2 separate regions of the Sus scrofa genome follow, and region 1 is linked to region 2. The links are chromatin contacts, called in public Hi-C maps. All regions are on one chromosome and are shown on one strand. The core of a region is the stretch at or near the end of the contact, and the rest is flanking DNA. Distances in the headings are between cores, read along the strand shown.

Region 1 (5,218 bases), core at 2,162-4,661, 79 kb before region 2:
ATTTAGCAGGGAAAGTCTGAAACCTATAGAAAAAGAAAGTTTGGTGGAAAGAGAAAGGGATGGGGTGAGAGAGAGAGAAAGGAGATTTAGAGGAAGGCAAATTATATAGTTTGGAAAATACACGAACTCATCTTCCAATGTAACACCAGAGTAATCTGGTCTACAATAGTCTATGTTCTATGCTCAAAGTAGTGTACACTGAAATTTTTATTTCATTGTTACTTGCATTTAACAAACATGACATTCATTTCTATTTTTATTGTTCCCTACTTATGTCATAAATTTTATTGTCATTTCTCCCTTTATAATTGATAAACCTGACTTCATGTTTTAAAAATGTAGACAATTATTAAAAGAAGCTCATTGTTCAATTAAGACTGATTGTGACTGTTATTTGAAAATACCAATTTCACTGTATTCAAGTCTAGAAGAAACAGAGGAGAAAATATTCTGAAATATCACTACATGAATCAAAACTTTATTTTAATTAAGGCTAAAACAGGAGAGTTCTGCTGCAAGTAAGGCTAGAAAAATGGTAGTTTGAAAATAACAGGTTAAGTATTCAGTAGGAAGTTTTTAATACTATATTACTTATAATCATATTTTTTTAGGGGAAATTCATCTTTATTATGGTAGGGACGAATGGAAGAAAGAAGTTGGACTATAGATTAAATTAAGTTTGTAACCACCAAGCTCTTCAAATAAAAACATATGCTGTAAGAAAAGATTAAATGTTTTCCTAATCTCATACTATTAATTTTATAGAAATAGAAACTATTTATAAGGAGATGGTCACGAACAATTGTGACACTCATGTTTCTAAAGAATTGTATACGCACAGTTTTTTTGATCATATGTCCACTGATGAAACTGTGTAACAGAGTTATCAGCTCCATAAGAGGATGTCTGATTAAATCATCTTTAATTAAATTGAAATCAAATAGTTTAAAATTATATATACAGAACTCAGAAAGATAAAGAATTACACTGCCCTACAAAATTTATCTATTTATTTTTCCTTCACTTTTGATAGATATTCTTTCTAGCAGTGTCCTATTAAAAAGGTAACTTTTAAGTCAGACCTTTATTTCTTCATAAGTAAAATTTTTACATTGCTCCTAACTTAAATACATATTTAGTCTGCAATCCCTTTTCAATGACATTTTAAAATGGCACACTTTATTATTTTAGTCAAGCAGTAATTCATTGTTTGTCTCTAATAAATGGGGAAAGACAAAAATGAGTTAAATTTAATTTTGTTATATTTCAATGCAATGTTACTGCTTAGTTTTACTTTATATTAGTCATAAGTATTCTTAATATCATGCTTTGTAATTATAAAATTAATTAACCTAGAGCTTTTAAAAAATTATCAACCATGAAATGAGTCCATGACTTTCTTTTTTTTTTTTTTTTGGACAGGTAGTAGAATTTCTGCTGAACTAAAATACACATGCAGAAAAAATGAAAAGCTTAATCAATTTTCACAAACTGAATAGTCTCATAACCAGCTCCCAGATCAAGAAATAGAAGCCCCTCCTCTCTTTTGCTCTATTTCAGCCACCAACCACCATCTTGAATGATAATGGGAATGGATTCATCCTAAAGGGGAAAACTCCATTTTGCTGATTCAGTTCTCTGTGAAGATCAGGAGGTCAATGCCTGGTGAGCATCCCTTAACAGCTGATCCTCAAAGGAGAGACCCTTCTTCCTCAGGGCATTGTGGGAATGAATTATGACAAATAGTCATAATAGCGAGGGGAGTCCACTGAGAGAAAATGAGCCAGAAATCAAGGACTCCAGCCTAGGGCAGTGGTTCTCAAAGGGTAGCTTGTGTGAAGATAAAGCTGAGCAGGGGCAGGGCGGGGGAAAGGGGGGAAGCGGCTTCAAGAAGTACCCATGGTTGGGCTCCATCCCCCAGGCTCCTGATTCTGTTGGTTTGGGTTGGAAATGCATGTCTAGGAGTTCCTGGGCTTTGCTGATGCTGTGATCTGGGGGATCTCACTTCGATAAACACTGTTCTGAGGCATACATATGATATCAGATTGGTGGAGAACCAACCAGAACTGGAAAAAGATGGGCTTGATATTTCATATGTAACTAAGACTTAGAATACTGTGTTAAATTCATGAATTTTGCTCTAATAGCCCATTACCTCTCCAAGTTCAACCATCAGTTCACAATATCTCTGAATCTGTCCTAATCTCAAGTATATTTCGGCAGCTTCCTTCAGTCTTTCCTCTTTAGTAGGGACACCAATGCCACCACCAAATTTAGACATCTTGACTGTGGTTAGTTCTTGTGCTTCAGACTGGTTAAAAAGAAAATGAAATTTTCTAAATTTTATTGTACAATAGCTGGTGATTATAAAAGCACCATACAGACACATATTTTATAAGCACAGAGCACTGTAAATTGAATATTTTTTTAAACCAATGCTTTTTCTCTATAAAATACAGTGCCTCTTTAAACACAATATTTTGGAGTGGTGGAGAGAAGAGCCTAGATGTGTCTGGTGTGGGTGGGAAGAAGCTAAATTTCATTTTTCTTAAAACTCACCAGAAGTCCAGAGGCCAAAAGGTAGTGAGTGATAAAGTGATATATAACTCGTGAAAAAATATATAAAGGCTTTTAATAAAAATTAAAAGTTACTGGCTCACTCTAATTGGCTTCTATTCGTTCAGCAGATAACCATTACAGTTATTACATGTTTAGTTTGTGATCAAAGTACTTAATGAAAATAACTGTTTCTTATCAGCATCAGATCCACATCCCTGGCACAATTCTCTCCATGACCCAACAACTAATTACCCACTGGCATTTTACTGAAAAGAAAAAAAAAAAAAAAAAGCCTTTTCTTCTTTCCCGTTCCAGAACTGGTTTGTTGCTGGCATTGCAGTATTGCATATCACTTCATGCATAAGGTAACTAAGTAATAGTTTTGTATTGAAATTCAAACTCTTAAGAGCTGGAATATAATCGGTTTTAATAAAAATATATCCCAAAATAAATCCTAGTAGATCTATGGGGCAAAAATCAGATTAGTCCATACGTACAATCATCTGCTAACAGTGTAAAGCAAAGTATTTCAAGTGTTTTAGAAAATTTCATGAGATTCAAGCTATGAAAACCATGGCTGCCTCAGTCTGTTTCCAAATAATTTGTACTGTCATGATCACTCAAGATTGATCTCCTCAATATTCACTTATTTCAGTCTACTAACTCTAATTATTTATTTTAAAAATCATTTTCATATTTTAATAGTGAAATGGCAAAAAAAATACTTGAGTACATCACATTTGCATACTATACTTACTGTTCTGAATTTAACGAGATGTTTCAAATGCATTATTCCTTTAGAGTAGTTCTGAGGAAGTAAGCTGTCATCTTGCCCTGTGATCACAGCAACTAAGTTCCACAAATTGTCACTGCCCCCTGGAGGCTAAACATTGATACAGAACATGCAAAGATACAATAAGGAATTAAAACCCCACAGCATTTTGCGTCTTCAAAAACATAATGCAGTCACATCTAAATCCATAAATTAACAAACTAAGAACTATACTTTATCTTTTTTTGCTTCTGGGTTCCATTTGCTTTCTTTCAGTGGGATGACACATGTAAATGTGTGATAATGACAAAAAGTTGTAATAATTCGCTTCGGCTGAAGGGGAAATTTTTCCATTTGGTTCCTTATAATACTTACTGATAAGAATTCTGAAAACCATCTTAGTTTTTTCATGCGAGGATTACCCGTCAGTTTCTCTACTTCCTGTTTAATATCTCTTGACACTTTGCCACACAGCAGGGGAGGCGTGCCGTGTTCTATAGCGCCATCTGGAGGAGAGACGGAACTCAGCAACAAAAGAGAGCTTACAAAATAGCATTTATACAGAAAATCTAATACATGCAAGAGTTTCAGTACCCGTGTTCCCGATAATTTCTTCCCAAGATCTGTCGGCCAGAATATTTATTTGTAAAGGGGTGATTAGAGGTGTTAATGACCAGAGTCTCACTGTAGAGTCACGGGAGCAAGAGGCCATAGTGAAGGGGCGGCTTGGATGGCACGTTAAACCTGATGGAAGAAATAGAGCCATTTACTCAAGTAAGCACTGAAACATAGTTTTTATTTATATCACCTCGTAACATTTCCACATAACTTTATTATTGAAGTTATGAAGAAATGTTTTAAATAACACTTTTTTTTTTTTTTTTTTTCATTTTTGGCCACCTCAAGTCATATATATGGACCTCCTGGGCAAGGCTTCAGATCCGAGCCCCGAATCTGCCACAACACCAGATCTTTAACCCACTGTGCCGGGCCTGGGGATCAGACCCGGGTCCCAGCGATCCCAAGATGCGGCGGATCCCCATGTGCCACTGCGGGAACTCCAATAACATTTTTATCTTGTCTGAAAATAATACAAGAATGTAAAAAAATTTTTTTTTTACCATATTCGGTAGATATGAATACAAGGTCTAATGATTATTAGAAAGCAGATGGTCCTGGATGAAAATGTGGAAACTAAATTTCATTTGGTTTACCAGCACCAGACTGTAATACTAATGGAATACTCAGTAATCTGTGGGTTAATAGAAAGATGAATGGGCATTATTCTCACAAGATAAAGACTTGAGGACCTTTCATTTTTGAATGCCCAAAAAAGGGATTTTGTCCCATACCAGGGCCCACACTATACTGACTAAAATGTCACTGGGGTAAAGCATATGGATACAAATGATTAGGGTTACTTGCTCAAAATAATCATTTCTGCATTCTTAACTCATCTACTTAATCCTATCAAAGTTTGGGTGCTACAAATGAGAGTAAAGCAATATGCAAAGATAAGAAATCTGGTTTTTCATTTCCAACTCAGTTTTTTTTTTGTTTGTTTGTTAGTTTTTTTTGTTTTGTTTTGTATTTTTTTGTTTTTGGCTGTGCCTGTGGAATGCACAAGTTCCCAGGGCCAGGGATGAACCTGAGCCCCGGCAGTGACCCTAGTCACAGCAGTGACAACAGCTCATCCTTAACCTCCTGAGCCACTAGGGAACTCCTCCAATTCAATTATATTGAAAAAACTTTATTCAACGTTAAAAAACAAACATTACCCTAAATATCCAAGAACAGAGGTAGAGAAATGACTAAAGTCATATCTAAGTTATTGCTGATTTACTCTTTTATAAGTTCTCTTTGGGGTGATGGTAAGGTAAGGGAGAA
Region 2 (6,021 bases), core at 2,223-4,722:
ATGAGACTGCCTGGGATACTGGTACAAGCTCACAATTTAAAGTGTCAACAGTTTGGAAGAGAAAAACAAATCTGAGCAGAAGGTAAATTATTTAACAACCTCTTCTGTGAGTTCTGCATGTCCGAGCATTCAAACTTATAAACCAAATTTTGACTGTTGTAACATTCTCACCAAAGGATGGAAAAATATTTCTAACATCTTTTAATAAGAGCTTTTCTGAACAAGGCAATTATCAGTTATCCCCTTAATAGCAAATAACATTGATGAATTATCTCATATGATCTTATTGTGCAAGATATATATTACTGTCTTTATATGACATATATATTTCTTAAATTAGAACTTAGATTTCAGAATTTTAGGAGATAATTAGGTTAATAAATCACCTTTTAAGTACATGGAAAGTAATAAAAAGTAAGATTTTATCATTATTTAAAAAATCACCTCACTCAAGTAAGCTGATAATGTGACATCCAGATGCAAGTGTCACCTGTGGCTCCAATTCCAGGATGCCTTTTTTTTTTTTTTTTAACACAATCTAGCCTTTTTCAAGTTGTATTTGTCTAGTCATTGAGATCAAGTGAGAACAAGCTGAATTTTGTCTCCTCATATGACACCCCACGTTTTACCATGAGAACTTTAGAAATTTTTCTAGTCAATCACGATGGGACTCTCTTTTTCTTTCGATATACAAAGTCTTGGTCAAAGCTGATCATTTTATAATATTTCTCTAGCAATTTTTATAATATTTCCCTAGTAATTCTTATAAGAAGTTATAAGTCCTTCTTGAACATTTAAGTAAACTTAAGCATGAGAAAGGTTTTCCTTTAGGATTTGTTCTCTGCAGAGTAAATTCTTTGGGGAATTTCTAAGATTCTCTCCAGGTATCCACATCTAATTTCTTGCTCAGCAATCTCCAAGGAATAGTCTCAACAACAATGAAAAATCTCCAGGTGATTATCACAGAATGAGGTATGTATGGTCTTGGATGTTGAAAAATGCCAGCCACTCTTATTCTAATACATGATTCTCACAAGAAAAAAAAGGGGGGGAGGGTGCTGAAATCCCTCCCAATGTCCTAGTACAATGAATTAAATATTCTCAATAAGATCTCTGTTCCTGAAGACACATAGAAAGCTACACACTTTAATACTTCAACCTGCTAAATGGACTACATATACACAATATAAGATCAGATAATTCAGCAACTGCAAAAAGTAGCAGTAATGTTTGTATGCACATAATTACCATGAATGGCTGGGTAAAACATGTTATTCGGTAATCTGGCAAACCATTACCGTTCTTGTATATTATATCTGACTCGAATAAATTCTGGACTACAGGAAGGAAATGTGACTCCTTCAAAACTGTCTGAATTTCATTTTAGTATTCATTATAGAGTTTAGGGAAATAAAATAAGGTAGTCTGGAGAACTGCACATATTTTATTGACAGTGACAATCGAAGAACTCCTGTTGGACTTCCATGTTCTTTCAGGACAAAATAAACAAACGAATGAATGAAAATAAAACTCTTCTCTAATATAAAAACTGCCCCTTGCCTCACCTATGCACAGGCTAGGGGTTCCAAGATAGAGTCTATAGAAAGCAACAACAAAAACACTCTAGCCCCTAGTGGTCACTTTACTAGGAGCAGAGGAATTTAAAAATTATTTTCTACACTGAATCAATTGTAGCTTTCTAATATATAGAATTATTATGCAGCTAGTGGGTAATAAAATTTTTTAGTACAGCAATATTTAATTATGAAAACTGAAAGAATGAAGAATTATTAAACACTTAAGTAAATACATCTAATATTTTTTCAGATACTTATAGTTAAGTATACCTATTAATAGCAACCCTGAGAAAGACCAAATCAATATAAATAATAAATTTCAACTAGCCATTTTAATATAGAGTAAGTTTACACTTATTTCTCTTAATATATGAGTTTTCTTTCCACATGTGGCCTTTGAAACAGGCTGTTGGTTTATTCCCATTTAGAAAACTTCCCAGGAACTCTTAACACAATGACCTAAAACTAGCAATTGTAACATTCATCTCTAACCAATCCACTAAAGCATGTTTCCCAAAATTTTGTTGAATTAACTGACAATTTTTCACTTGCATTTAATTACTATATTTAATTTTAGATCATAGAACAGGAAAGACAGATCACTTTCTCAGATCTCTGCCTTCACACAGGAAAGCTATAACTATGCCACTTTCTTGCACACCTAGGCCAGTGAGGCAGAATCAAAAGGATGTGAAAGGGTGCTTTTGCTATAGAGGCTGTAATCACAAGCCCTGAATCATCAGCTCCCCATCCAAGACCATGCTGTGCTCAGTGATAATCACATGAAAATTGTTCTCTGACTGTTGATGAGACTATTCCTTGGAGATTTGTGAATAAGAAATTAGATCTGGATACCTGAAGAGAATCTTAGAAATTCCCCAAAGCATTTACTCTGTAGAGAAACAAAACCTAAAGGAAAACCTTTTTTTCTTTACTTAAGGTTATTTTAAATGTTCAAGGACTTGTAACTCCGGTTATACAAAGTGGTAGGGGAATGATTTTCTCTGAAGGGCATATCTGAAATACTCAGCCAATGAAAGATTCAGATATCTAATACTTCTCTTCAAATCACTGTTAGAGACACAAACAAATAAATAAGTAAATACACATACGGAAGTTACAAAAACAAGTGTGATTTATTTTTGATATATGATAAAGTTATCACTAAACTTCATTCAAATCAACTGCTTTTAATTAATATAGAAAAAGTCAGTTCAAAGATTTGCTCCTTTTAATACTGCATGCAAAAAGTCTGGATTTATTAGTTTTTGAAAAATAGGAAAGGTTTTTTTTTATGATTTACTTCACGCGTACTGTGCCTCTGACATTCAATACTGTCTTTTTTTCTGGAGCATATTTTCTTTTACTCAAAAGTTTCTTGGCACAACCTGAATAAGAAGACCACTTTCAAAGGGGTAGGGGATCCTACCTGGGGAGGTGCCCTGCGGGCACAGGTATAAGAATGACGATCTAGACTCTAGACGTACTTGTAATGAATAAGCTTAAAAACATAAAGAAAACTGTGCCTTTCGTCATGATCGTGGGTGACACTCGAGTGTCAGTTCAGATGTGTAAAGGCTTGCCTGCTGTGCCCTGTAGCGATCAGGTGTGTGACTGACTCTCAAGGGATTCCCGCATCAGGCACCATCGCGCGCAAAGCCCCGAGGACCTGCGACCCTTGCTGAGGAGGTTGGAACCCCCACGCGACGCCACTAGGTTCGAAGATCACCCTATTCCAGCGCGCCCGCCGGGCTACCACGACCCGCCCTCCGCGGTGCTTACCTGGAGGAGTCGACCACTGCAGCGGACAGCAGAAGGTGCTGAAGCGGGCGCGGCAGATGCGCGAGCTCGGCCTGTGGACCCGCCCCGCCCCGCCCTCCCCTCCTGCGCCGCGGGCTCCAGGGCGGGGCGGCCCGGCCGGGGGTTCTAAGGGCGGGGATGATGGCTCTGTGGCAGGACCCAGCCCGCGGCTTTCCGGGTCCCGCCCCGGGGTTCACGTGACAGCTACGCTGGCCGCTGATTGGAGCGCTGGAGAGAGGCGGAAGCGGCTGGCAACCCCTGGAGACCCCTCACGCCTCCAGGAGGTGGTTACCTGGCAACCAGGAATCTGCGCCGAGGATGTGGTTCTCAGGCCCTGGGCTAGGCTTCCACAGAGTTTACAGCGAAGCAGAAAGTGGAGGAAAAAACAGTGAACCACTGTCTAACATGTTCCACCTACCGCGTCTGCCCTTTCTAGGAAAGTGAGTCATGTATACAATAAATAAATCACAACATCTCCTTCTTGAGGAGCCTGAGGCAGAGAGTTGAGCCTCCTTCAGAGTCTAGGGTTCACTAATCTTGAACCATTGCCTGAAATGTGAGTACGGAATGCTGTCTGTTCTGTTCTTCCTTAGGTTAGACCTTAACCTCTAAAACCAGAACTTTCTCTTGAGAAAAGATAACTTGGAAATGTTGGAGGTACATAACGGTACAGAGAAATGAAAAGCATGATCAATTAGAGAGAATTCAGTCGTTCATGGAAAAGATGCTAATGGTCAGAATTAAGGTGATAGAAATAAAAATGATTAAGAGGGGAGATCAAAAGAAATATTTCTGGGAAAATAGGCCATCATTTTCATTTATGACAAATGTTTGCTTGGTACAGTGTCAACAGTATACATGAAGAGAAAAAGTTGTTAAAGACAAGAGTGTCCATTGGTTGGATAAAGAAGGTTTTTTATGTCTAATTTGTTCCAGCTCTCCAGTTAAGAATCATAAAGCCAAATGAAACATCAGAAATTGTCTGGTTGTACATTCATGATTTAAAGATGAAGATCTTTTAGCTTGGAAAGCTACAGAATTTGTCAAGGACATATAGCTATTTCAGTAGCAGAATTGATGCCATGATCCCAAACTCCCAATTCAGTTCTCTTTTCCCTTTGCTGTGATTTGGTTCACTTGTTTGGAAAGGGAGGTTTAAACTATCACATGTGGGGAGTTCCCATTGTGGCCCAGCGGAAATGAATCTGACTATTATCCATGAGGAGGTGGGTTGGATCTCTGGCCTCCTTCAGTGGGTGGGGATCCAGTGTTGCCTTGAATTGTGGTGTAGGTCGCAGTTGCGGCTCAGATCTCGCCTTAATGAGGCTGTGGCATAGGCGGAGAGCTGTAGCTCAGATTCCAACCCCTAGCCTGGGAACTTCCATATTCCTTGGGTGCAGCCCTAAAAAGCAAAAAAAAAATAAAAATAAAAATAAAAAAAACTATCACATATGTGGTTAGATCCAGAACCTAAAGAAATAGTATAACCTGATTTCTAAGGAAAAGATCTTTTTACTGTCATTTTCATTCTTTTATTCAACAAATATTTAATGTGATGCTCTCATTTCATAAACAAAAATGCTGTCAGTCACCCAGGCTGACAGCCAGTTTCAGGGCCATCATTAGCTCCTAACACTTAGAGTACATAGAGTTCTTAATGATTAAATCTAAAAGCAGAGCAACTGGGGGAATCAGTTAACTGCAGTGAGTTCATCTTCAAGGCTAGACGATCCTATGACTGCAGTGGCTTCGCAAAAGGTGTTCAAGACCATTTAATGTGACAAGTGCATTTTTCAGTGGCTATTCTAAATTTAAAAAAGCAACTAAGAAGAACTTATTAAGCTAAATTTTAGAAAAATTGACCCAGAAGGGCTTGAGATTCACGTTAAGTGGCCTTTTCTTATTAATTTTAAAATTAGCCTTTTCACACTAATTTTAATGTAAAAATGGTAAGAGAACAGAAATAAGCCTGACCAAAAAAAAAAAAAAAAAAAAAAAACCACAAACAAACAAACAAAAAAAACCTGATAAAACTGAGGTGCGGTAAATATGTAGAGAAGTAAATACTTTAAAACTTACTGTATGTGGTATAGATACACTGGCTGAAGCCAGATTGCACTGGCTTGAGAGAGATAGCTGTCAAACTTTTCAGGGTTTCAGCAACCCTCTGTTAAACACAGTTCCTGTTAAAATTAAATGATATAAACTTATAATTTTAAAATGATATTAAAAACAAAGTAGTAAATATAACTCATCACTTACTATTTTTAGTATTTTATTTGTATCTATGCTCTTGAGTTATTTATGTCTATTAGGTCTATTTATGTCTAAGTCTCCATTATTGAAATACTATATAATATCGTATATTTCTTCCCAACTTGTCATTCTATGCTATGATGTTGGAGGCTTGACATTGGCCAAAGTGGGTGTATTTACAACCCCCAAATCAGCAAACGCTGCAAATCAGGGCATGATTCATGATTTTCTTAACTGTTTAGACCTATTCTGTGTAACAAAGTAGCTACTAGCAAAATGTGTTTTTGTTTTTAATTAAAATTAAAAAGAATGAAAAGTTTAGTTCCTTAGTTACAATAGCCACATTTCAAGTGCTCAGTAGTCAGTGTGGTTAAGTGGCTTCTGTATT

The links. Hi-C and Micro-C count contacts between places; a contact is called where the count stands out from the background.
Region 1: a Hi-C map of skeletal muscle shows a contact between it and region 2, with 3 times the contacts expected there. The contact joins the enhancer-like site here to the promoter of WDR17 in region 2. A contact is called at or near these places in 10 of 47 Hi-C or Micro-C datasets (embryonic fibroblasts, epiblast stem cells, fetal heart ventricle and 6 more).

Annotation. Positions count from the first base shown.
Region 1 is chr15:38,667,089-38,672,306 of Sscrofa11.1, reverse strand. WDR17 (WD repeat-containing protein 17) reads right to left here. Exons shown (of 31, transcript XM_021075880.1): 16 at 3,926-4,075; 17 at 3,707-3,837; 18 at 3,317-3,442; 19 at 2,156-2,311. Among named protein-coding and RNA genes, the nearest start is that of SPATA4, 36 kb to the left of the region's middle. Within about 2 kb of position 3,411, at least 17 of the 83 cell types and tissues checked have an H3K27ac peak or open chromatin away from gene starts, as enhancers often do. A contact at or near this core is called in embryonic fibroblasts, liver and skeletal muscle, where this site is marked.
Region 2 is chr15:38,587,039-38,593,059 of Sscrofa11.1, reverse strand. WDR17 (WD repeat-containing protein 17) reads right to left here and starts at 3,472. Exons shown (of 31, transcript XM_021075880.1): 1 at 3,360-3,472.